6 separate regions of the Mus musculus genome follow, and regions 1, 2, 3, 5 and 6 are each linked to region 4. A link is a contact called in public Hi-C, HiChIP or PLAC-seq and promoter capture Hi-C data. All regions are on one chromosome and are shown on one strand. The core of a region is the stretch at or near the end of the contact, and the rest is flanking DNA. Distances in the headings are between cores, read along the strand shown.

Region 1 (3,290 bases), core at 398-2,897, 270 kb before region 4:
AGTGGGGCAGGGGTTGGAGGTCCTACATCCCACCCACAACATACATCATTTATAGGTTACTGACACCAAGGCCTCCACACTCCTGCTGGGCTCCTAGCAGATTCAGGCCCAAAGCCAAGAAGCTTCTGTAACCCTGGAGAGCTTCCACCCGGAAGGGGAGACTCAGACCTTACTCTGGGGTTGGAGCTTAGGGGGTGCGGCGGCTGTTAGGTTTATGCTCCCACAACCTCAGGGTTCCTCTATCCACCCCTCCTCCAGGGAAGGGTGCGGGCCTGTGTGGGAAGGGTGGAGGCTCCGTGAGTAATCAGGTTACAGAGGAATGAACTTGCAAGAACCTGAGTCAGAGGCAGGAAGAGGAGACCAGGTCTGGACGCCCCTCTCACTGGCCCCATCGACCCCTCCAGGAGCAACCCTCAGCTCAGGACTGCCTGAGGCTTTAAAAGGAATGGGTCTTTGCTAGGACGTGGGGGAGCATGCCCTAGGAGTTACAAAGATCCTTAGCATCAAAAATGCTGTAAACACAAGTGGTGGGGGAGACCTTGATGGAGGCTTTCCCAGGGTCCCAGTTTGTACAGCTGCATGTGTCTTCTGCACGTGTTACCTGAACATACCTCGGGACTTTGCCCTTTCAGCCTGTCTGGCTCACCCAGTGGGAGGCAAAGTCCAGCGAAGCTCTCCGGCTCCCTAGGGCAGACACCTGAGGGTGCCCACTGACAACATGATCTCCAGACAAAAATCATGTGCCTAGAACTCCTCCTCCATCACCACCATCCTGCCTCTGCTGCCTCTGAGCAGCTACAACCTTGGATCTCCCTCTTCATTTGACCCTTTGCCCTGTTGTCTGGTAGCCACGCAGGGCCTTTCAAAACACAGGGTCACATCAATGCCTATTCAGATGTTCTGTGGCTTCTCACTGATCTAGGGATAAAGCCAAGTGTCTAGCCTGGTGCTCAAGGGCTAGCCCTAGGCTACCTCCTTAGCCTCATTTCACCATTTGTGATGTAGGTTACACTAAGTGTTCGTTCAGCCCTTAAGAGGCTACCACTTCTCCTACCTACCCCAGGACCTTTGCACGTGCAGTTGCTACCACCTGCACGCTCCTCCATATCCCTCTTTGCAGAGCTAACACCTACTGTCTTCGGGGTTTCTTGTTTGTTGGTTGGTCTGTTTTTGTTAGTCTGGGGGACTCCTCCCTGATATTCCAAAGTCTGAAATGTAACTTTCTCTCCAAGCTCCAAGCTCCATCACAGTCTGAGATTATACACATTCCTGGTTGTTCTGTCTCCATCAAACCTCTATCCCTAACACCCTCCTGCAGGATGTGGATCAAGACCCAGCCCCAGTCCTGACCTCTGCCTGCAGGAGGCTTAGAGCCAGACCCAGGAAGGCCTTGCACCTTTAATCTAGTTAATCATCTCTCTTGTCCCAGAGACACTGAGAGGAAGAGCTAGAGGTGTGGGGGCACAGGGGGGGGAGTGCTGGGAGGGGGGCTGCCTAGAAGGAGTCACCTAGAAAGAGAAAGCCAAGGATCATTTGCTGGAGAGAGAGATAAGATGGTCAGAAAACAGGAAATGGTAAGCTAGAGCTGTTGGCTGGGGCGGGACAGTTGAGAATCAGGGCTTCAGATCAAAGCCACAGGAAATGGTGGTTTTCTCAGAAACGGAAGAACCTGATCAAAGCCACACTTTCCCGTCTGGGTGGGGTAGGCAATTCATTCACCAATGATTCTCTTAATCATTGGTATTTGAAAATATGAGAGAGCTGTTAAACAAGCATTGATTGAGCAGGTCTGGGTGCCGGGCACTGTGTTATGCCCGGAGGGCACAGCAGTTGTGTAAAGAGGATCATCCTCTATGCCTCTGACTTCACAAGCATCAGTGTCTCAACAGGCTTCAAGCCACCATCTGCAGCCCTGGCCATGAGTGACTGCCAGCCTTTGTACCCAGCACAGAAGCCAACAAAGCAGCGGCTCTCAACCTGTGGGTTGCACAGGGGTCGAGCATCAGACATCCTGCATATCAGATATTTACCTTATGATTCATAACAGCAAAGTTACACTTATGAAGTAACAACGGAATCATTTTATGCTTGGGGGGTGGGGTGTGTGTCACCACAACATGAGGATCAGCATTGGGAAGGCTGAGAACCACTGAGCTTCGGAGGTGGCTCAGGAGTTAAGACTATGTCCTGCTCTTAGGAAGGACCTGAGTTTGGTTCCCAGCACTCACTACTACTGTATCTCCACTCCAAGAGATAATGATGCTCTCTCTCTAGCCCTCCACAGGCATCCGCACTTAAATGTGTACAACCCAGCACACACGCGCAAACACACACACAAACACAGACACACAGGCACACACACACACACACAAACACAGACATACACGCACACAATTTAGAATAAGCTTTTTTCAATTTTCTTAATTTTTTTTATGTGTGTATATGTATTTCCCCTGCATATACGTCAGTGTGTCACATAGGTGCTGATGCCCTTGGAGGACAGCAGACGACATCAGATCCCCTAAGGCTGGAGTCATAGATGGTTGTAAGTCACCATGCCGGTGCTGGAGATCAAACTCAGGTCCTCTAGAAGGGCAGCTAGCTAGTGCTCTTAACCGCTGAGCCAAGTCTCTGGCCCTGTGACATTTTTAAAGCTACTATTTCTCAAACACTTTACCCATCACTCCCCCAGCTCCGATACAGCCAAGAAAAATGTTCCCAAACACGGGCAGGCATGGTAGTGTATACTTTTGTTTGTTTGTTTGTTTGTTTTGTTTTGTTTTTCGAGACAGGGTTTCTCTGTGTAGCCCTGGCTGTCCTGGAACTCACTTTGTAGACCAGGCTGGCCTCGAACTCAGAAATCCGCCTGCCTCTGCCTCCCAAGTGCTGGGATTAAAGGCGTGCGCCACCACGTCCAGCTGTGGTGTATACTTTTAATCCAACACTCGTGAGGCCAAGGCAGGCGGATCTCTATGGTCTACAGAGACGAAGTTCTGGTCCGGCTAGGGCTACACAGAGAAACCCTGATTTGGAAAACAAAACAAACAACAATTCCCAAAACACACATCTTGTTGTGTCCTGCCCAGCTTGAAATCCCTCAGGCCTCTCCACTCCTCTGAGCGTTAAGTCCGTGCTTCATGAACACTGGGGTGGATATGCACTCTGCCAGCATGACTTAGGACAAATGGCTTTCTTTCTAAGACTGAGTGCTTTCCTTTATTAGTAGACGTCTTAATCCCAGGTCCATTTCATTTCAACCTCAGTATGACTCCGGCTGGGGATCACAGTGT
Region 2 (3,804 bases), core at 45-2,544, 400 kb after region 4:
AATCCATAAAGAGTTAAATATAAATTTCTCGCAGCCCAGTAGTTTTAATTTTACTCTAAGGAACTTAAGAGAAATGGCAACACATCCATACAAAGGCATCTACAAGACATTTACTCAAAACAAACAACCCAAAGAAACCCAGATTAATGTTAATAGACAAATAATCTGTGCTTTTTCTATACAACAGAATGAAATAGTATTCATCAATAGAAAGGAACGCCTGGGACACAGCACTGGATGGAGGCTTGCTCTGATACAACAGAGCAAACGTCACATGCTGCAAGAGTCCATTTATGTGAAATGTCCAGAAAAGTTTAGAGAGCAGAGCAGCGATTGCTTGGGGCTGGAGTTGGAAGCTGCAAGCAAACAGGAAAGGCCTTCTTAGATCCATTGAAATATCCTATAACTAGATGGGATGACGTCAGAACTCAGCAAACACAGACCGACCCAACAATGAACAGTTTCAAGGGACACCAGAATGGGTGACTTGTTACGATACTGTAGTGGTGCTTCAGGGAAGGAAGAGACAGGGAGGACCCAGGCTGCAGTTCCAGAATTACAAACTGAGTTCAATGACACTAGCCCTCTAGCAAGAGGCAGGGATGAGGAGTGTGCATAAAGTGGGGGTCAGCACTTCAGAGTCAAAAGAACTAGAGTTCTGGGCTGATGAAGACGCTTGACCTGTAAGAGACAGACCTTTGAGACAGAATCTGATACTCTGAGTTCAATCCCTGGGACCCACATGATAAGATGGAGGAGGCCGAAAGTTGCTGTACTCTGACCTTCAAAAGCATGCTATGGCATGGCCCCCACCTCCAATACACACTCGTCCACAAATTAATAAATAAATGTAGTAAGTTTTAAAGATGCCCTCGCATGCATAAATTCACACTTATACACATATATACGTAATTAAAATATTCTTAAAAGTTAAAAAAAAAAGAACTCGAAAGAAAAGCAGTATGGTGTGGTTTCAAACGCTATCATCGTTCGAGAGGTAAATAGCAACACCAATCACAGACCATCAGCTACCTCGGCCGCCTGCCCCATTTTCTCTGTCTTTTGTAAATGGAAAATAGCTTTGTGATCACAGGCAGTTCGTTAGTAAGCAAATCCATGACTGTGAGCATTGGATGCCAATGAGCTCTCAGAACCCAGGATCAGTGCTGGTCCAGGATATTCGCTCTGCAGCTGGATCAAGATGTAGCAGTACCTGCTGACGGCAGAGGGCGCCCCGACGCAAAGCGAGGTCCGGACACGCCCACGGACACGCCCCCCACGTGACTTTGGCGTGGCGTCACACCCGGAAGCAGCCCTGCAGCGGAGCGGGCAGCAATGAGTGGGGAGCCAGCGCCGGTGTCCGTAGTGCCCCCTCCCGGGGAGGTGGAAGCAGGCAGTGGAGTCCACATCGTGGTGGAGTACTGGTAAGCCACTCGGGTTGAAAAGGAGCCTCTTGTGCTCGCCCGCAAGATGGGGGTGGATCCACGGGAGGCCCCACCCCCGGAACCCCAGCTCACTCCACGTCTCTTCTCCCCAGTAAACCCTGCGGCTTTGAGGCGACCTACCTGGAGCTGGCGAGCGCTGTGAAGGAGGAGTATCCGGGCATTGAGATTGAGTCGCGACTCGGGGGGACAGGTGAGGTCCGCAGAGCACCTGCTGAGTCAGTCCATGTGATAAAACTCCAGCTCTCCCTACATTCTAGAGCTGACATTGGCTGTTGTATATAAAGCCCCTAGTAGGGTCTGACACATAGCAAAAATGCCTACTGTGGGTTTGGAGTGAAGGAACTCTTAATGGCGTATTGGAAAGACGCACGGGTGAGGACTTTGGGGTTTGGGGCTGAATGGCTTCAGGATCGGTGTCTGCCGAGGCCATGAACAGTCTTGCTTGGACTCGAGGTGGTGCCAAGGACCTCCCTGAACTTCTGCCTGTTGTTCTTAGTTCGTTCTTGCATTTATTTCCTACCAGGGGCCTTCGAGATTGAGATCAATGGACAGCTGGTGTTCTCCAAGCTGGAGAATGGAGGGTTTCCTTATGAGAAAGACGTGAGTATTTAATGTACCTCGGGAGGGTGGCTGAGACGAGACACACCCTCCTCTCCTGTGCATGACACTCGCCCATGTCTCTGTCCGCTAGCTCATGGAAGCCATCCGAAGAGCCAGCAATGGAGAACCTGTAGAAAAGATCACCAACAGCCGGCCTCCCTGTGTCATCCTGTGACTAAGAAATGATTCTTGGAAGCTTGGTTCTGGGGTTTAAACCTTTCCTTGTGGTTACGCTAGGAATCCCTCTACCTTTAGCCCCTCACTTGGCCCTAGGTAACTAAGACCCTGACTTCACTTTGCCTCTTAGGGCACAAGGAGGGACTAGACATTTCTGTGGCCAAAGGCAGAAAAGAGATGTTCTCTGTGAACATCACCATCGCTCTCCCGGGATCTGTGCCCTCTGCAGTTTGGTCCTCTCCCCAGCGTGGCAATACCTTTCAGATGCCACGGTTGCTATAACTTATTTTCCCTGAATCCTGGGCAGTGTCGGCTCTTGGCAATAAAGAGTAATTACAAATGCTTGTGTCAACTGGCGTGTGTTTATGTCCAGCCTGTGCGGGGGGCACACAGGTCAGTCTGGCCCTGCTAACACCTAGTGGGTGGGACTAACACCTAGTGGGTGGGGTTTTCCTGGATGGATACTTCTTTCTAAGGCAAGGAAAACAAGTCACATGGCAATGCTCTCCACAAGCTCCCCTCTCCCACTGGGAGGACAGGACTTCATTCTGGGGGTAGCCTTGGAATGAGTGTGTCCAACGGAGTATTCTGGGGGTAGCCTTGGTATGAGTGTGTCCAACGGAGAATGACCCTGTTGCCAAAGGGCCTTCAGAAGGAATCCTAACTCCCCAGTCCCTCAAGCCCAAAGCCAAATTGTCTCAAACTTTTGGAAGATCTCTACACACTCACTCCAGGAGGAGCTGTGTGTCAGATGAGCAATACGGTTTGACCCGGCCCGGGACCACTCTCAGACATAGGCTGGGGTCCAGTTATTTTACAAATCTCATTGCAAATGGAGAAAGGGGACAGCACCCCCCGACTTTCATATAACACCCACTCTCCCACTGTATCCTTATTTCATCTTTAAAAAAAAAACAAAAAACAAAAGTAAAAACAGAACAAAATAAACTCTGTACAAAGACCAGTCTGGGTGCAAGTGCTGTCCCCCTCTTGGGATGCACGTGCCTCAGTCCTAGTGGGGTGTCCTGCTCCCAGGATATTCACCTGGGGCCTCCTCCCTTGCAGGCTGAGCTTCCCTCAGTCTTCAGAACCAAGAGAGCCAGGCCAGGTAAGGAATACCCACTGGACCCTACAGTCTGTCAGGGCAGTCAGGGTCTGTAATCCTCTGGGGCTGAACAGTGTGCTGTCTCTTCCGGCCAGGCGGGGCCCTCTTAACCACTCAGGATTGAAGCATCGAGCGAGGTTCCTCAGGGCACGTTCCTGGCATAGCCGGCTGCCCTGGATGTCATGTGGCCAGAGGACCTTCTCCCTGCTTTGTGGCGGGCGATGGAGACCACAAGTTAGGCCTTCCTTCCCCACTCTGAAGACAGAGGATGTCTGCACATGTGACCTCATACTGGCACATCCAGGCCTAGGTACTCAGGGTTCTCTGCAGTGGGGGTCCCTTCAAAGGTACTTGGTGGAGGACCCTGCTCCGATGAGTTCTGGTCCCAGTAATAGAGGTTGTCAAAGGCTGGGCTGAAGGCAGGAGAAGGGTGGGGCTGAGAGGCAGTGCCTGCTCTGGGTGCTAAGTATTCAGGGT
Region 3 (3,731 bases), core at 816-3,315, 480 kb after region 4:
TGTTTCCCAAGACAGGGTTTCTCTGTGTAGCTCTGGCCATCCTAGAACTCTGTAGACCAGGTTAGACCCACCTACCTCTGCCTCCCAGGTGCTGAGATTAAAAGTGTGTGCCACCAGTGTGCCAAGATGGTTTTTGGTTTGGTTTGGTTTGTTTGTTTGTTTTCCCGGCAGTGCTGGAAACAAAACCACAAAGGCTGGATCTTTTCCACTCCTGAATAGCATTCCACTCAGTAGGTCCAGATCCTGTTCCCGGTGAGTCCAGGATTTCACCTTAGGACCCAGGGACAGAATGAGAAGCGAGCCACACCAAGCATTCTCACGCAGCCGATGAAATTAACTCATAACCAGCAAGCCAGAGTGCTCTTACACAGGACATGCTAACTAACGTGTGTTCATTAGGCACTCATAGGCCTGGTCCCTTGATGCATACACTACACAGTACTTCATTCATTCTCACATCTATACAAGGTAGGCACATTACTATCTCCATCTTCCAAAAGAGGAAAGGAAGATACTGACTTCATCAAGGTCTCAAAACAATATCAAAACTCAAGCAGGCTGGTGCATGGGTCTATATGTCAGCTATGACACTAAGAGTGTTCAGAGGACACAGATGGGCAGGGCGGCCAGCCTTTGAGATGGAGGTGGGCAGTGTGGAGATGGTGCTCTCTGAGCAGGACTCCTGAAGGATACATCAGGAGGAGGCCCAGCAGATCAGAGAGGAAAGAGGTGCTGCTATATACACGAAGAACCCTATGTGAGCCAGGCACATCTTACAGTAAACAAGCACACAGTCGTTTCCCCACAGGCAATGGGAAGCAAGCAAGTGACATAACCAGACTCGTGATATAAAAGTCTGCAAGAGCTAGATTCTGAAGACTTGCCTGCAAGCAATTAGGACCACAAGCTGCTGGAAATGTCCAGAGACACGTCAACAAGGGTAGTGACAGAGAAGGTTCAGGGAGTTAGCTATACTGGCACCTCTGAGCAAACAGGGTTAAAAGATGTTAAGGCAATTCCGGAGTTTTTCTCCTGGATAAGACAAGAGTGGAAGGATAAATTTACAGAGAAAAGATCAGCTCACGTTTGAAACCTGTGAGATCATCCCAAAGTGAAGGTATCCCATAGGCATAATTGACAGGCAGCTAATTTGGAGCCCAGGAAGGGGATGTGCTGCTATCGTCCATCTGAATATTCAGTGAACGTGAACTTGATGCGACAACAGTGGATGAGGCCATCCAGGATCAATGCACAGTGAGGCGGGTTGGGCCAGCGTGAACGTAAAGAGATTCTTCTGCCCTCTTGTCAGAGAGGTAAGAGGAAAAATCAGGAAATATTGGGGAGTCAAAGGGTGGAAGTATGTCAGGAATGAAAGCCAACAGTAGCAAGCACTTCTGAGAAGAGTTTAAAGAGCCTTCTTTCTGATATCGTTGGGAAGCTATGCGTGGATGTTTCCAACGGAAGTTGTGGGAAACAGCGGGTGGCAGAGAGGCAGCCGATTAGTATGTTTTTCCCTGAGTCTGGCCCCTTCCCACACCCAATTCTGTCCCCCATAATACTTAGATACCGACTCCTTGCCTCTCCTCTTACTATAAAGAAGGCTTAGGAAAGCGGCCGCAGACGTCCTCCGGACCCTCTCGGGTAAAGACCAAGACACCCCCTCCCCAGCCCTGCGCGCGCAGCAGCGAGTGGAGAGGAAGGGGGCGGAACCCGGAGCGCGAGGGGTGTGGGCTGGGTCGGACCGAACCAAAGACGGACACCGGGCAGGAAAGCGGGATCCGTCGGGTAGAGACAGCTCTTGTACCACCGCCCGGTGCCTGCGACCGCCGCACAACCCACCTGCTTCATGTCACCACGGCCCCCACTCTTCCTGCCTCAGCCGCAGTCCCGCTCCACGGCCTGGCAACTCCTCAGAGCGGAAGGAGAGCTCCCGGCGGCGCTACTTCCGCCGCTGAGCCCGTCCCCCCCGAGCCCGCCCCCAAAGCCAACCCGCCCCCCCGAGCCCGCCCCCAAAGCCAATCGGGATTCGTGTGACCCTGAAGCTCCGCCCCGGTCCGCCCCTCTCTCGGAGACGAGGTCCGGAAGCGGAGCCACAACCGAAGTTAAACTGTGTAAGACCGTGCAGGAGCAAGGGATAAAACCCCAGGGTGTCTTGGTTATTAGATCATACAGGCCTGACACTGTGGAGTGAAGGGGAACTGTGTGAGGGCCGATTTGTGAGCACAAGTCCCTTGGAGAAATCCATTTTTCGTTTTTGAGACGTTCTCAGGTTGGCCACGAACTCAGCCTTCCAAGTTCTGAGATTACTGACGCGCAGCACCACATCCATCACACATATTTAAAGGACCTTTGTTCTCCCCTGGCTTTTAGCCATCTCCCTCAGGAGCTAGTATGTCTGCCATGCGTATAGCCTGCAGGAAAGGCTCCTTCCTGGGAAGGGCTGGACACGAGAGGCAAGATCCTGACCCTAAGATAACCACCATTTTTCCTGTCAGAACATACCATTACTTCCCGGTCTCTCCTCCCTCCCCTGAAAGAGGAGTCTCAGGACAATTATTTACAAAGATTTATTACAGCGTAGGAGGGGTTCAGGCCTAGAGTAAGGGAAGAAGGGGAAGGGAACCAAGTTGCTGGAGGACAAGGAGAACCAGGCTCCCCCCACTGTGTGGCCCCCTAAGGACAGATAGTAAGTGCATTCCTGGCACCAAAGCACAAACAAAACGCAGCAAGCAGCCTCTGCCAGTCCATCTTGCAGGCACCCAGCAGGAATGGGATACTAAGGGAGGGACATGTTGAGGCTCTGCAAAGAATGCGTGAGACCTGAGCCCTGGTTGAAGTCTATGAGAGGGTTGGGGACTCAACGCCCACCACTGGTAGGGGAAGGAGGAGATCTCAGGGCACCTGTAGGCTCTCAGTACCTCCTTTCCCCAGATCTTAGGACCTGCCCTGTGGGTCTCCTGTGCCCAGGGGAGAGAATCTGGAGAGGGAGGGGACTTGTGGAGAATAAATGGTTGTTTATGGCCTTCTGGGGTTTCCAGTGTGGGCTCTCTCACCTCCCTACTCCCACCGGGTAAATAGAAGAATGACTGGCAGGGAAAGGCATTGGGGACTCTGGGCTTCAGCCAAAGCAAACAGAGACCAGCCTTAGTCTTCTAAAAGTCAGAAGCCGCAGCCCTAGCAGGTGAAAGACAGGGTACAAAGGAGGGTGGGGACAGAGTGGGTTTCTGGGGAACACTTCCTCCTGGGAGATACAGGGCTCTGAGCTTATGTGCCAGGCTCAGGGGGGGCTGGGATGCTGAGGTTCCTCTCCAGGCTCTGAAAGACAAATAAAGAGGACTCAAGGCCAGGCTTGGCCCATGAGGTTCCCACCCACCTCCCCAGCCCACACTCCAAAGCTCACCACTTAGTGTTGCTCTGCCTTCCACTTGGTCCTCAGAGTTTCCATCTCTCTGGGGCTCATCCAGAGGAGGTGGGCGCTCCCAGGGCCCCTCCAGACCCCGGCCACAAGTAGGCTTCTGCCCCACTGAAAGAGAGGGCATACATACATAGGCTGAGTGCCCCTCTGGTGCTCTCTGATGGCTTGAGGTTGAGCTTCTGAGACATCCATTGCTGCATAACGGGCAGAACACTGGCCTGGACTTCTGTCCCCGTGATTGTAACTTAGTTCATGGGCACTTTTCCAAAGGAAATATTATGTAAGAAGATCGGTGTAGATTACCTTAGATAATACC
Region 4 (3,429 bases), core at 595-3,094:
AAAGGTGTCAGCTCCCCAGGGCAACTGCAGCCTGAGCCAAAAGAGGGGACCCCGACCTTCAGGACAAAAATGGAGTAGAGGGTGACACTCCACTCCTAGAGCCAGAATGCCTTGCAGAGAAGGAAGGGTAACTCCTAACACCCTCCTCTTTAGGGTCTCAAGCTTGGTCTCTCAACCCTAAGCCCCTTCTGGGTTTAGTGGAGTGCCTAGTTAGATCTAAAGACCCTGATATCTCTACATCTATTCCAACTAGCGATGTGGGGGCCTACGTTCCTCAGAAGCCCTTTAATAGGGTGCTGGCATTCTCATAGTGGGTGAAATGGCATCATCTCAGGCTTCTCAGGGTGTGGTTATTATTTTTTTAAAAAAGGCCCTCTGCTGAGGCATGGCATGGGAAGGGTGGGTGCTACGGAGGCCCAAAGCCTTCTGGATGCTGCAGTCTCCTGGTATCTTCCCTTAGAGACCTTCGAATTCATCCCCAATAAAAGCAGCCGAGTTCTGTGACTATCCACATGGCCCCACCAAGTGAGGCGCTCCTACACAGCCAGGGACTCCTGTCAGCGGTTTTCAGGCCTCAGCTATGGTCTGGAGGGCAGCGTACAACCTCAGCGGGAAAGCGTCCACCTTAGGGTGTCAGGCCCTAATTTAGGGGCGTGGGAGGAGGTAGGCAGTATCAAGGGCTCGTGGGAGACTGGCTTAAATAGCCGAGAGAGAGGGAGGGTAGTTGAAGGAGAGAGATGGTTTCCCTTCTTCCCCTAGAATGAAGCTAATGTGGGGAGGAAGGTGGGTGCGCATTACCATGCCCCTTCCCCTACATTACTTCGGGCTTCCCCTCATCCTCTACACCAACACTGAGGACAAGAAAAAACAATCAGGGAGCATCCCCCGGGCCAATCCCTCACCTCCCACCCCCAACCCCGTGCTCTCTTGCTCTGGGATGGATGAGCAGGCTTACCTGAGGCGCTGCTGTCCCTGGTGGTCCCTCCAGCCAGGCGCTCCAGAACCCGGTTCAGAAGATGCTCTGGCCGCTCGGGGGCGCCCAGGGGGGCCCAGGGTGGTGAAGCCAGGGGTTCGCCGGGGGATAGCTCATCTGAGGAGTACGAGGAAGGAGAGCGCAGGGGCACCCCAGATCCTATCGGCCCAGGCCCGGGAACCTCCTCTAGCTGCAGCCAACAGGGCCCCCCACTGCCCGGCTCCTCAGAGACCCCTAATGGCTCTCCCCCTTCCTCCTCAACGGGCGGCTCCAGCCCGGGCTCGGTTGGGGGCTCTCGGAGGAAAGCTGGGAGCAGCAGGCGAGACACGCTCTGACGCCGCTGCAGTGGCCGCAGTCCCCCGGCCGGACCGCCGCCCCCACCAGGGCCCCCACCCCCTCCAGGCCCTCCGCAGCAACCCGGACCCCCGCCGGGACCTCCAGTCACCGCTCGCCCCGCCAGCTGAGACGTCTGCTTCTTCAAAAATTTCTCCAGTGGCTTCATGCCCCCCCCCCCGCCCCTCTCTTAGGGGCCGCCGGGGGACCCAGGTGTCCCAGGCGCGGGCGGGGGGAGGCGGGGACACGATGCTCAGAGCCGGGGGAGCAGAGCCGAGGGCCGTGCCAGGCGTCGGACTGCGAGCGAGAGGTGGCCGAGCCTCGCTGGCCAGAGTCCAGTGGCCAGTGGCCGGGGGAGGTGCCAGAGGGAAGAGGAGCTCGCTCTCAGCGGCCCCCCATGCCGGCTGCGGCCGAAGGGTTGGCAGGCTGAGGGGCTGGTGTCCCCGTCTCAGCGCTCCGGGGCCGGGCTGAGGCGACAGAGGCAGCGGGCGGAGCGCAAGGCTGAGGACGCGGCGGCGGCTGCGCTCCTGGCCCCGGGGAAGGTGGCAGAATTGAGACCGCGCCCCCTCCTCCAGTCCCCGCCCCTACCCTGCTTAGGCCCGCCCCCGCCCGGCCGCGCGAGGCTTGAACTTGGGCTCTGGCGCTGACCGCGAGGAAAATTAGGACTTGGGTTTCTGACAGTCGCAGAAGGGCAAAGGCGAGGGAGAGATCTACCAAAGCAGAGGACTCCTGGCTCTTGATTACCGGGTCTCTTTTGAGCATTTCAAATAACCAGGGCATATGTTTGACCTTGGCACGCCTACCTGTGCACAGGTGAGGCTTATAAAGACTGCTGAACTCTTTGCATCTTTCCCACAATTTTATTTGGTCATTATCTTCCACCTGTTGAGAAGGGCTGGGACGGCGTCTTGGGTAAACTGGTATTGGCACTGGGGGCGGTACCCATATTCCTTTCTGATAGGGTTTAGGGGGTGGTGCAGGGCCGCCCTGTAAGGCAAGTACTGGCAAGTAGGAAAGAGCCAGGCAGAGGCCAGCAGGTTGTGGCAGGTCTAATTGGGGTGAAAAGAGATAGTAGACTGAAAGAGACGACCAAAAGCACAAGGGCATCTTAGCCCAGGTGGTAGCGAAGGGAAGCAAGACTGAAGAGATGTGTAAGTCCCCAAACTGCCAACTATCATCCATCACCTAGCACATTAGTGTATATAGCCATAGAATGGGAGAAATATTGCCCTTACTCCTGGTGGCTACGCCAGAGCATTCTGTCTCCCAGGGTACACTCCACTAGGATGGGGCTGTAGAGACAGTGTGAACACATCCAGGCTTGGTATACATGGTGAAGGAGTGGCACCGGGTTCCTGGTGGGCTGGTGTTCCTTGGGCAAAGTCCCACCCCTGTTTACTGTGCCTCAGCAAGGCATGGATGGACAGGAATGCTAAGAGCTGGGAGTGGTGAAACTGACAGGGTGTGTACTACACTTGTGTTGCTGTCGGTGCAAACTCAGTTCCATGTGTGCTAGAGCATGTGTTCACAGAAATAAAGCTCTGCACACCCATCTGGGGATTTGGAGAGGGAACAAAAAAAAAAAAAAAAAGAAAAAGAAAAAGAAAAAGAAAAAAAAAAGCTCCGATTTTGCTATGAAGCTGGATCTGAGCATTGGTTTCCTGGACAGCCTTAATTGGACACTCGGCCTCTCTTAAGGTTGGAAGTAGGAACTGGCCAGAGTGGCTTAGAGCTCCCCAGGTAACCTTTTAGGAACCAAGAAGAGGGGAGGGCTTCTCTTCTGCACATGCCACAGTTACCAGATTAAGCCGGTTGCCTTGGTAACCTCTTCTCTGGGCAGGATTTGGGATTGTCGGTTAGGAAGGGTGAAAAATTGGGGAGTGTGAAGGGTGTGGGAGCTGGAAATAAAAAGGGACCGAGAGACTTCTAGAAACTAAATGCTTGGGGAATCGGACTCTAGACCCTTCCAGTTACAGAAAGTGGCAGTCACTACATTCAAGACCTTGAATCAGAAGCAAAGGAAGCATTAATTTGTGGTCCTCCTGGAGCAGCAGTGGCTTCCGTTCTGGCTACACACTGAAACCGCATGGGAGCTTTTTGGAATTGCTGATGTCCAGGTCACA
Region 5 (3,333 bases), core at 118-2,617, 290 kb before region 4:
GCCATCCACACTGTTGAGTTTTGATAGAAGACACTAGTCCCAGGAAAGGGAAAAGGCCCAGGCCAGCTAGTTTCCAACCTCCTCCTCTTCCAGCTGGCCAACCTGTTTGTCTTAGCCTCAGTGAAGCTCAAGGACAAGTGTTACAGAAGAGCCTGTGCCCAGAAGTGGTCGTGCTACAATGAACATCATCCCTAGATTAAAAGTCTGCACCCAGGAGTCAGGTCGCCAACTCCATACTCGGTCTCCTGGCCTGGAGGTCCAGAGGGGTTCTATGAAGAGAGGGGCTTCCTGTACCTGCCAACAGGTCTCCCATCTCAGAGTTGCGACTGGAAAGAAAGAGAGAAGGGAGGGAGGGAGGGAGGGAGGGAGGGAGGGAGGGAGGGAGGGAGGGAGGGAGGGAGGGAGGGAGGGAGGGAGGGAGGGATAAGAAGGGATCTGGGAACAAGGGAGGGAGGAAGACCGATGCTTCCAAGGCTCCTGATTTGTGTTGGCCACTATGTTAACTCTGCAACTATTAGCAATTTAATTCTCCCAATACTGATGACATTATTCCTATTTTACAGCCAAGGAACCTGTAAGCTGGAAGAAACTGAGGCTGGAAGAAATTAATACCACACACAATATCACCCAGCTCATGAGATGCAGGGCCAGATTTAGGACCAAGACGGGTCTGGTACCACTGCCACCTGCCAAGTCTGGAGACAGGAGGCCAAGAGTCTGCTCAGCCTCCTTCCAAGAACAGCAGAGGAGCCAGAGGGGCACCCCCGACACCCGCTTCTCACATACTTTGGCAAGTGAGTTTTGTCCTACAAGCTCTTGTTGACTCTAGTACCAGGAAAGCCAGCGAAAGAAAGGGAGATAGCAAATTAGCCAGGGAGCACCTGCTGGTGGCCTGGATGTCTGCCCTAGTGCTGGGCCAGCCTGGGCTTGAGGCCCTCCCTCCAACCTCCCTTGCTACCCTGTGCCAAGTCCAACTCTCCTAGGGACCCACAGCCTCTAGAGCCAGATAACCCCTGCCAGGTCGGTTGGGTGGCACTTGCTGTTCAAACAGGAAGAATGGCACAGACACTGGGGCCTTAAGTGGCCCTCTTGATATCAAAGGAGCAGGAAGGGACAGGGAGGCCCGAGAAGGAACATCACTCCGCCCAGACAGTACAGGGCCAAGTCTGAAGGATCCAAGTCGCCTCCCTAACACTGTCCCCAGCTGAGCTATCTGCAGCACGGATCACTGACCCACCCTCATTCCCCACCCATGCCAGTCCCAATTTGAGGGAAACTAATATTTATTAAACACGACTGTGAGTAGACCAAAGCAGTGACCTCATTTTACCACAGACAACGCTGTCGGCCATGTCACACGCTGAGGAAACCAAGGGCCAGAGGTGCTTACTCATACGCCCAGGTCCCAGCCCGAGAAGTGGGCCGAGCCCCAGCCTCCCTGGTTCTCTTTCCATGCTAGCCTGATGCTTCCCACGACCACAGGCCTTTTGGGTGAACCTGAACTGATTCTTGAGAGCAGAGTGGCACCTTCCTGTCCCCAAGTCTTCTGGCCTTTCGATGTGGTCTGTGCAATTGCAAGGCAGCCCCTAGATCAACTTCTGGAAATGCCCTAAAGTCTGAAGGATCCCATGTCAGGACAGAGGCAGCTGGGAGACGTGTTCTAAATACAGAGGAGTTTCTGGTACAGCTTCACCCCTAACCAGAAGCCTTAAGAAGCTAGAGGGTCTGCTCAGTGAAGTTCAAGGCTCTTATCCTAACTTTCCTTCATTGGACCCCACTACGTCCCAGGGTCCCCTTGACTTCCTACCTAGCAGCTAAAACCTGCACCAATTCATGTTCCCCTAAGAAGCCCTGGGTCTCCCCTACTTTCCAATTCCTTCTCCCGATTTCTTCTTACCACCCCAGCCAGTAGAAACCGATGTCACGGGGCCATTACAAATGTCACCTCCTCCAAGGTCAGTTTTCCTTCCTTACAGGCACAGCCTCATTGATGGCACTTCATAACCTGTGCAGGGCTCTTTCCTCTCTTCCCGATCCCTGTGCCCCCAGCTTGTTCTTAAGCCCAGGCTTTGCCCTCTGCAGGTGGCTTTTGCACCCAGGGGGCTGGGGTAGCTGAAAGACAGGGCTCTGGCTTCCCTGGGGTTCAGCATGTTCCTGAGGATTTTGCCCCTCTCCAAGGCTGGTTAGAGATGCCAGCTCTGTCACCAGGAATCGTGAAAAATCTGGGAACAGTAAGCAAAGCCAAGGAATGTCCCACCCACAGGCCTCCAGAGCCACTTCCTTCCTGGAAGGAGAACAAAGCCGAGAAAGGGGAGATAAGACTTCTCCCTGCATGCAGGGCTGTAGGGAGCTGGGCCCCAAGCAGGCGAACCCTATGGTAAAGGGCTGCTAGATGAAGGCCTAGGGAACCCAGGAGTGAACAGCAGGTCTGGTCAAGGCCCCATCCTGTCCCTTCTCCTTCCCCTCTGCTTGCCTCTCCCACCCCCTCAACCCCCATTTCTCAGTCTCCATCTTCACAGCTTCCTCCCCCATTTCTTGTTTCTTACTCCCATAAGCACCCACTCTCCTGGACCTCACTGCCTGGAGAGCAGGCATGACTCCCGATTTCCATGCCCTTATCTCAACATTCCAGGCCTTCCTGGTGGGCCCCCAACTCACCTCTCCACCCCTTTCCACCACAGACTCTCCAGGCCTGTACTTTCCTGCCTCCTGGCTGGTCATGGGAGTCCTGTGACTCCCGGTGACCTGTGTCCTCCCTGCTGGCTGCTGGCTCACCCTGGGGAAGTCCTGACTCAGATGAGCCCCCTGCCCAACTCCTATACTCCACCCTGAGCAACACTGCCTGATCACCAAACAGAAAAAATCTCCCCCATCCCTATTTTAGAACTAACCCCTCTCACACACACACACTTAGAAACTGTGACACACTTGTCTCCTGAAGACTCCTTCCCTTCACTGTGTCTAGGCCTGACACCAGAAATGGAGTAGCCAGCCAGGGACCGTATCTCCCAAGAGGCCACAGCATTTAGATGGAACCACATGGTTGGTTCTCACCCCTGGGATGTGAGCAGAGGTGTCCCTTCTGAGACAATGCTGGCATGCCTTCATTCCCTCTTCCCCCTCTGTCCACCAAACAGAGGTGGCAGACTGTCAGCAGGCCTCTGAGCAGCTCCACTGACTACCCTGGTATGTCCTGGTATAGGACAAGGAGCACTCTATTGTCTCCAAGCAATTAGCTATTCTTGGCCTGTTTGTTAGACCAGTTAGCCTATCCAGACCAATACAAATGGCAGGGCTACCAACTTTGGAAGTGCCTCCTGATGCTAGGATCTC
Region 6 (3,759 bases), core at 845-3,344, 390 kb before region 4:
GGGTCTGGACCTCAGGGAAAAAAAAAAGGGAGGGGGAGTATTCATCATTAAATGCTGCTACTTTATTAAAGCTTTGACTGCAATCATATTAGCCATTGTACTGGTTACTGCATTATGCAACAACAATTACGATAAAGCGATACATTTAGTGCAATCTACTGCAGTGTTGGGACTGGGCATTGTGAATTAACAGCTTGCTAGAGAAGTTCCACTGTGTGGCTATTCTGTGTGTAACATGCAGTACTTGAATTTGTAAATGAGTTTTGTTTGCTTTGAGGCATTTTAAAATCAGAATATGAATTTACCAAAGTAAATGATGCCACCATAATAAAAAAAAATTTAAACATGAACTCTAAGGCTTCCTTGTATTTGGGTTCTCCTATTTCAAAGATGTCTGTGCATGGTTAAGCCAAACAAAGCTAAATCACTTGAGGAAGACAGCTCCAGTGATAGGAGATGAAGGGTTTAACTTGGTTTCCAAGATAAATTAAGGATTAAGTTTTAAAATCCAGCTAGGTGCTGACAGTACACACCTGCGATCCCAGCTCGTGGAAGGCAGAGGAAAGATTTTGAGTTCCAGACCAGCCTGAACTACGTAGTAAGATCCTACAAACACACACACACACACACACACACACACACACACACGCATCATAACCATAATTATAAAATCCTATAATTCTGGGGAGATATAATAGTAGACAGCATTATTTGAAAAGTGCTGCAGGCCGGGTGTGGTGGCGTACGCCTTTAATCCCAGCACTCGGGAGGCAGAGGCAGGCAGATTTCTGAGTTCGAGGACAGCCTGGTCTACAGAATGAGTTCCAGGACAGCCAGGGCTACACAAAGAAACCCTGTCTCGGAAAACCAAAAAAAAAAGAAAAAAGGAAAGGAAAGAAAAGTGCTGCAGGACCTGTTCGGGACCCTGGATTCAATCCCTAGCGCCTCACAGAAGTAAAAAGAACAAGAAAGAATGCCATGCCGCTGTCCACTTAGAACTCAATCAATTCCCCTTTTTTAAGCCAATTTTGTGCCAGCCCTTTCCCACCACAGCATGCAGACACCGCTGAGTTTCAGAGAACTAACTGCCCAGCTGGGAATGGCACCTTGCAGCATGCATGCGCGTGCACACATGCTCCGGAGCACTGTGCCTGTACCCCCTTTTCCACCATTCCATAGTCCTTGCTAAGACCGGGAAGTAACAAGGCTGGAATTACTGGGCAGAGGAAGAAGCCACTGGATCCCTGCTGTAATTGTGTGGATCCTACATTCACCTTCTCTATGCTCTTTGTGTTAAAAAAAAAACATTTTCAGATCATTCCCTTATGCTATGCATTCATCTGAAAACAAAACAAAACAAACCTCTCCTTTAGTCTTTCCTTACAATACCGGTTCATTTCGATAATTTCACCAGAGTATGAAAATATTGGGCGATGGAAGAACTGGACAGTATTATCACTTATCACTTCTAAAGATACCTCACTTCCTGTTGTCACAACCAGGATAAGGGCCAACAGGTAGTCCCAGCATTCAGCCAGTTTCTCTAGATGCTAACATTGACCTTAGATAACCACAGATGCTCTGTTCATTTTTCCTCCACCGTGACGTGACCCACACTAGCCAAGTGTTCTCTACTTTGTATAATCCGCCAAAGTATTCGTTAATTAGTTTAAAAAAAAAATAGCCCTGGAATGGTCCAGAAAGGTGGCTCCACGCACACTCACTGAACAATTACATGTCTAGCCCTTAGAAATCATTGGTAATTATGAAATTGTCCGGTCCAGATGCCTAAAACTTTGTTTTCAAGACTTTCCAAGATAGCAGATGGCCCAATCCCATATAGAGGGTATCAGATACAGGACCGGCTTGGGAAAGTTCCAGGAGGGCATCACAAAGAAACACTGAACTGTTTAAAGACAAGCGAGGCTGAGCTGAACTGGCCCTCCTGGGAAGGGATGTGAATTGTCACAGGTATGCCAGCTGGAAGGAGTGAGCTGACATCTGAGGACCCTAGGCGCAGAAACCCGCCGCCATCACTCGACCTCTAGAAACATCTGGGAAAACTACAAAACTCCCGTGTTGCTTTTCGCTTAGGCGGAGGCAGGGGAGCCCCGCTGGGCGCCAGCAAGGACCTAAACGCAGCGACCCGGGTCCTCCCCGCCTACATTCTCCATCTTCTCCATTCATACGTCCATCAGCGGAGGACTGAAGACCAGAGCGAAGGGAAAAGCCAGAGTGCATGGTGTGTGGGAACTGCGTCCCACCCTCTCCCGGGAGAGGCTCCGGCGAGCCTTTCCCCTCCGGCGCCCGCCTCACGCGGCGGCGCCCACCGCCTCAGTGAAGCCCCGGGCGCGCAGTCTGCGCAGTTCCTGCCGCCGGGCCGCGAACCAGGGCCCGCAACGCGGCCCAGCCTTCTCCGCCCTCCTCGCCGTGACGAATCGGCGCCCGACTGGGACGGGATCCAAATTGGAAGACTTCTGAGGAAACCCAGGAGCCTGACGAAATTTTTTTTAAAAATCCTTGGCGCCCTAAGCCTCGCCGCGTGCTCACTGGAAGGGCTGTTCGTCTGCCGGGAGCCGGCCGCGGCCGGCAGACAATTCCCGGGAGCGTGTGGAAAGTGCGAGCGCGGAAGCTCCGGCGCGAGGGGCGGGGCGAGCGCGGGACAAAGGGAAGCGAAGCCGGAGCTGCGGGCGCCTGCTCGGCCCGCGGGTGAGTGTTTCCCAGTGGGCCCAACCCGGTCGGGGAAGGGTGGCGAGCGGTGGTGTTTCTGCTTGGCGGGACCCCGAGCTCCCGCGGGGTGCTGGGGTTCGGCCTCGGCTGCGAGGCGGGAGCTAGAGCCGGTGCGGCCTCGGTGAGGCCTAGCGGCGGCGGGGCAACCCCGTCCGGAACAGCTCCTCGGAGGCGCCGGTAGTCCCTTTCCGCGGGACTCCCGACGCCGGTGAGCACCAATGCACAACCCCCTGCAGGGGAGTTTCCAGAAAAGCTCGCCCTCCGCCCGCCACAAAACTCCAGGGAAAGGATCTCCGGAAACCCTCTGGGCAAGGCCAGCGGGGATCCTCACCCACCACGAAGGTGGTCGTCCCCCCCCCCCTTTGTTTATTTTTATTTTTTATTTGGTTCAGGCAGCGACTTAAGGATTCCCGGGGTGGCCTGGAGTGAAGTCTGAGACGGTGTGGGTTGGGTTTAAACCCATCTCTGACAATTCCGGGTCTCTGGCCTTAGACACTTAATCGCCCCGAGACTGTTTTCTTCCTTTGTAAAATGGGGACAGTCATACGCATCGGGTAGGGTCGTTGTGACTAGTGAGTAAGACTGTGTTATAAGCCTGACCAGTAAGGTAATTAATTCAATAAATACAGAGTTGCGTCCCAGGCACAATGGTTAGATCCACTCACTACTAGAGTTTATATGCTTAGCCCGGGAGAGCAATCATTTGTAAGTATTAGCAGTGAAGTGTAAGGTACCAGGGACCCTGTCACAGTTTCTGTCGGGGCTCCCCACAGCAAGGCCTACTGGGTGTTGATGGAAGGAAAAAAAGAGATGAATTGAAAAAACTTAGCTATTTCCACATCAGAAACTCTTACCTTGATGATTTGAGGCACTTCCTTAAAATGAAAACTAGGAGAAAAAAAAGTGTATTCACCATCCTTCTAAAAATAAGTTTTCATCTCTTATGCATTACCATTTGTGGTCTATGTTGAGTAAGGAACAAGCTCAGATATGTCCATGTTTCGAGCTGGCCATACTAGGACCAAATTT

Evidence for each region. Promoter capture Hi-C pulls out the DNA fragments that hold promoters and counts their contacts. A called contact is a pair of places that touch in the nucleus more often than the background predicts. HiChIP or PLAC-seq counts read pairs in DNA pulled down with a chosen protein or histone mark.
Region 1: a contact with region 4 is called in a Hi-C map of regulatory T cells, with 4 times the contacts expected there. The contact joins the enhancer-like site here to the promoter of Rapgefl1 in region 4. A contact is called at or near these places in 2 of 39 promoter capture datasets (cranial neural crest and stem cell-derived epiblast-like cells), 1 of 484 Hi-C or Micro-C datasets (regulatory T cells), 3 of 115 datasets of contacts at active chromatin or transcription factors (the NIH/3T3 cell line, embryonic stem cells and pancreatic cancer cells) and 1 of 9 other capture datasets (pancreatic islet).
Region 2: a FOXA1 HiChIP or PLAC-seq map of pancreatic cancer cells shows a contact between it and region 4. The contact joins the promoter of Mien1 here to the promoter of Rapgefl1 in region 4. A contact is called at or near these places in 1 of 39 promoter capture datasets (pre-B cells) and 1 of 115 datasets of contacts at active chromatin or transcription factors (pancreatic cancer cells).
Region 3: a FOXA1 HiChIP or PLAC-seq map of pancreatic cancer cells shows a contact between it and region 4. The contact joins the promoter of 1700003D09Rik here to the promoter of Rapgefl1 in region 4. A contact is called at or near these places in 4 of 39 promoter capture datasets (embryonic stem cells, hippocampal neurons, liver and 1 more) and 2 of 115 datasets of contacts at active chromatin or transcription factors (large pre-B cells and pancreatic cancer cells).
Region 5: an HNF4G HiChIP or PLAC-seq map of pancreatic cancer cells shows a contact between it and region 4. The contact joins the enhancer-like site here to the promoter of Rapgefl1 in region 4. A contact is called at or near these places in 1 of 39 promoter capture datasets (stem cell-derived epiblast-like cells), 2 of 484 Hi-C or Micro-C datasets (the G1E-ER4 cell line and embryonic stem cells), 2 of 115 datasets of contacts at active chromatin or transcription factors (embryonic stem cells and pancreatic cancer cells) and 1 of 9 other capture datasets (pancreatic islet).
Region 6: a contact with region 4 is called in a promoter capture Hi-C map of pre-B cells, with 5 times the contacts expected there. The contact joins the promoter of Smarce1 here to the promoter of Rapgefl1 in region 4. A contact is called at or near these places in 7 of 39 promoter capture datasets (the 3T3-L1 cell line, cranial neural crest, frontonasal cranial neural crest and 4 more), 1 of 484 Hi-C or Micro-C datasets (embryonic stem cells) and 2 of 115 datasets of contacts at active chromatin or transcription factors (embryonic limb bud and pancreatic cancer cells).

What each region holds. Positions count from the first base shown.
Region 1 is chr11:99,103,533-99,106,822 of GRCm38.p6, reverse strand. No RefSeq gene overlaps it. Among named protein-coding and RNA genes, the nearest start is that of Tns4, 16 kb to the right of the region's middle. Within about 2 kb of position 1,647, at least 140 of the 459 cell types and tissues checked have an H3K27ac peak or open chromatin away from gene starts, as enhancers often do. A contact at or near this core is called in the NIH/3T3 cell line, pancreatic cancer cells and regulatory T cells, where this site is marked.
Region 2 is chr11:98,436,478-98,440,281 of GRCm38.p6, reverse strand. Mien1 (migration and invasion enhancer 1) reads left to right here and starts at 1,294. Exons shown (of 4, transcript NM_025559.2): 1 at 1,294-1,424; 2 at 1,538-1,635; 3 at 1,969-2,045; 4 at 2,137-2,574. The coding sequence starts at 1,336. The coding sequence ends at 2,220. It overlaps Erbb2 (erb-b2 receptor tyrosine kinase 2), which reads right to left. Exons shown (of 27, transcript NM_001003817.1): 27 at 2,566-3,804. The coding sequence ends at 3,614.
Region 3 is chr11:98,356,617-98,360,347 of GRCm38.p6, reverse strand. 1700003D09Rik (RIKEN cDNA 1700003D09 gene) reads left to right here and starts at 2,065. Exons shown (of 3, transcript NR_045477.1): 1 at 2,065-2,111. Ppp1r1b (protein phosphatase 1, regulatory inhibitor subunit 1B) reads right to left here. Exons shown (of 7, transcript NM_144828.2): 6 at 3,401-3,523; 7 at 2,552-3,315. The coding sequence ends at 3,278. Stard3 (START domain containing 3) reads right to left here and starts at 1,980. Exons shown (of 15, transcript NM_021547.3): 1 at 1,840-1,980.
Region 4 is chr11:98,835,200-98,838,628 of GRCm38.p6, reverse strand. Rapgefl1 (Rap guanine nucleotide exchange factor (GEF)-like 1) reads right to left here and starts at 1,844. Exons shown (of 15, transcript NM_001080925.1): 1 at 956-1,844. The coding sequence starts at 1,475.
Region 5 is chr11:99,126,010-99,129,342 of GRCm38.p6, reverse strand. No RefSeq gene overlaps it. Among named protein-coding and RNA genes, the nearest start is that of Ccr7, 27 kb to the left of the region's middle. Within about 2 kb of position 1,367, at least 81 of the 459 cell types and tissues checked have an H3K27ac peak or open chromatin away from gene starts, as enhancers often do. A contact at or near this core is called in pancreatic cancer cells, where this site is marked.
Region 6 is chr11:99,229,352-99,233,110 of GRCm38.p6, reverse strand. It overlaps Smarce1 (SWI/SNF related, matrix associated, actin dependent regulator of chromatin, subfamily e, member 1), which reads left to right and starts at 2,094. Exons shown (of 11, transcript NM_020618.4): 1 at 2,094-2,709. It overlaps Krt222 (keratin 222), which reads left to right. Exons shown (of 6, transcript NM_172946.3): 6 at 1-350.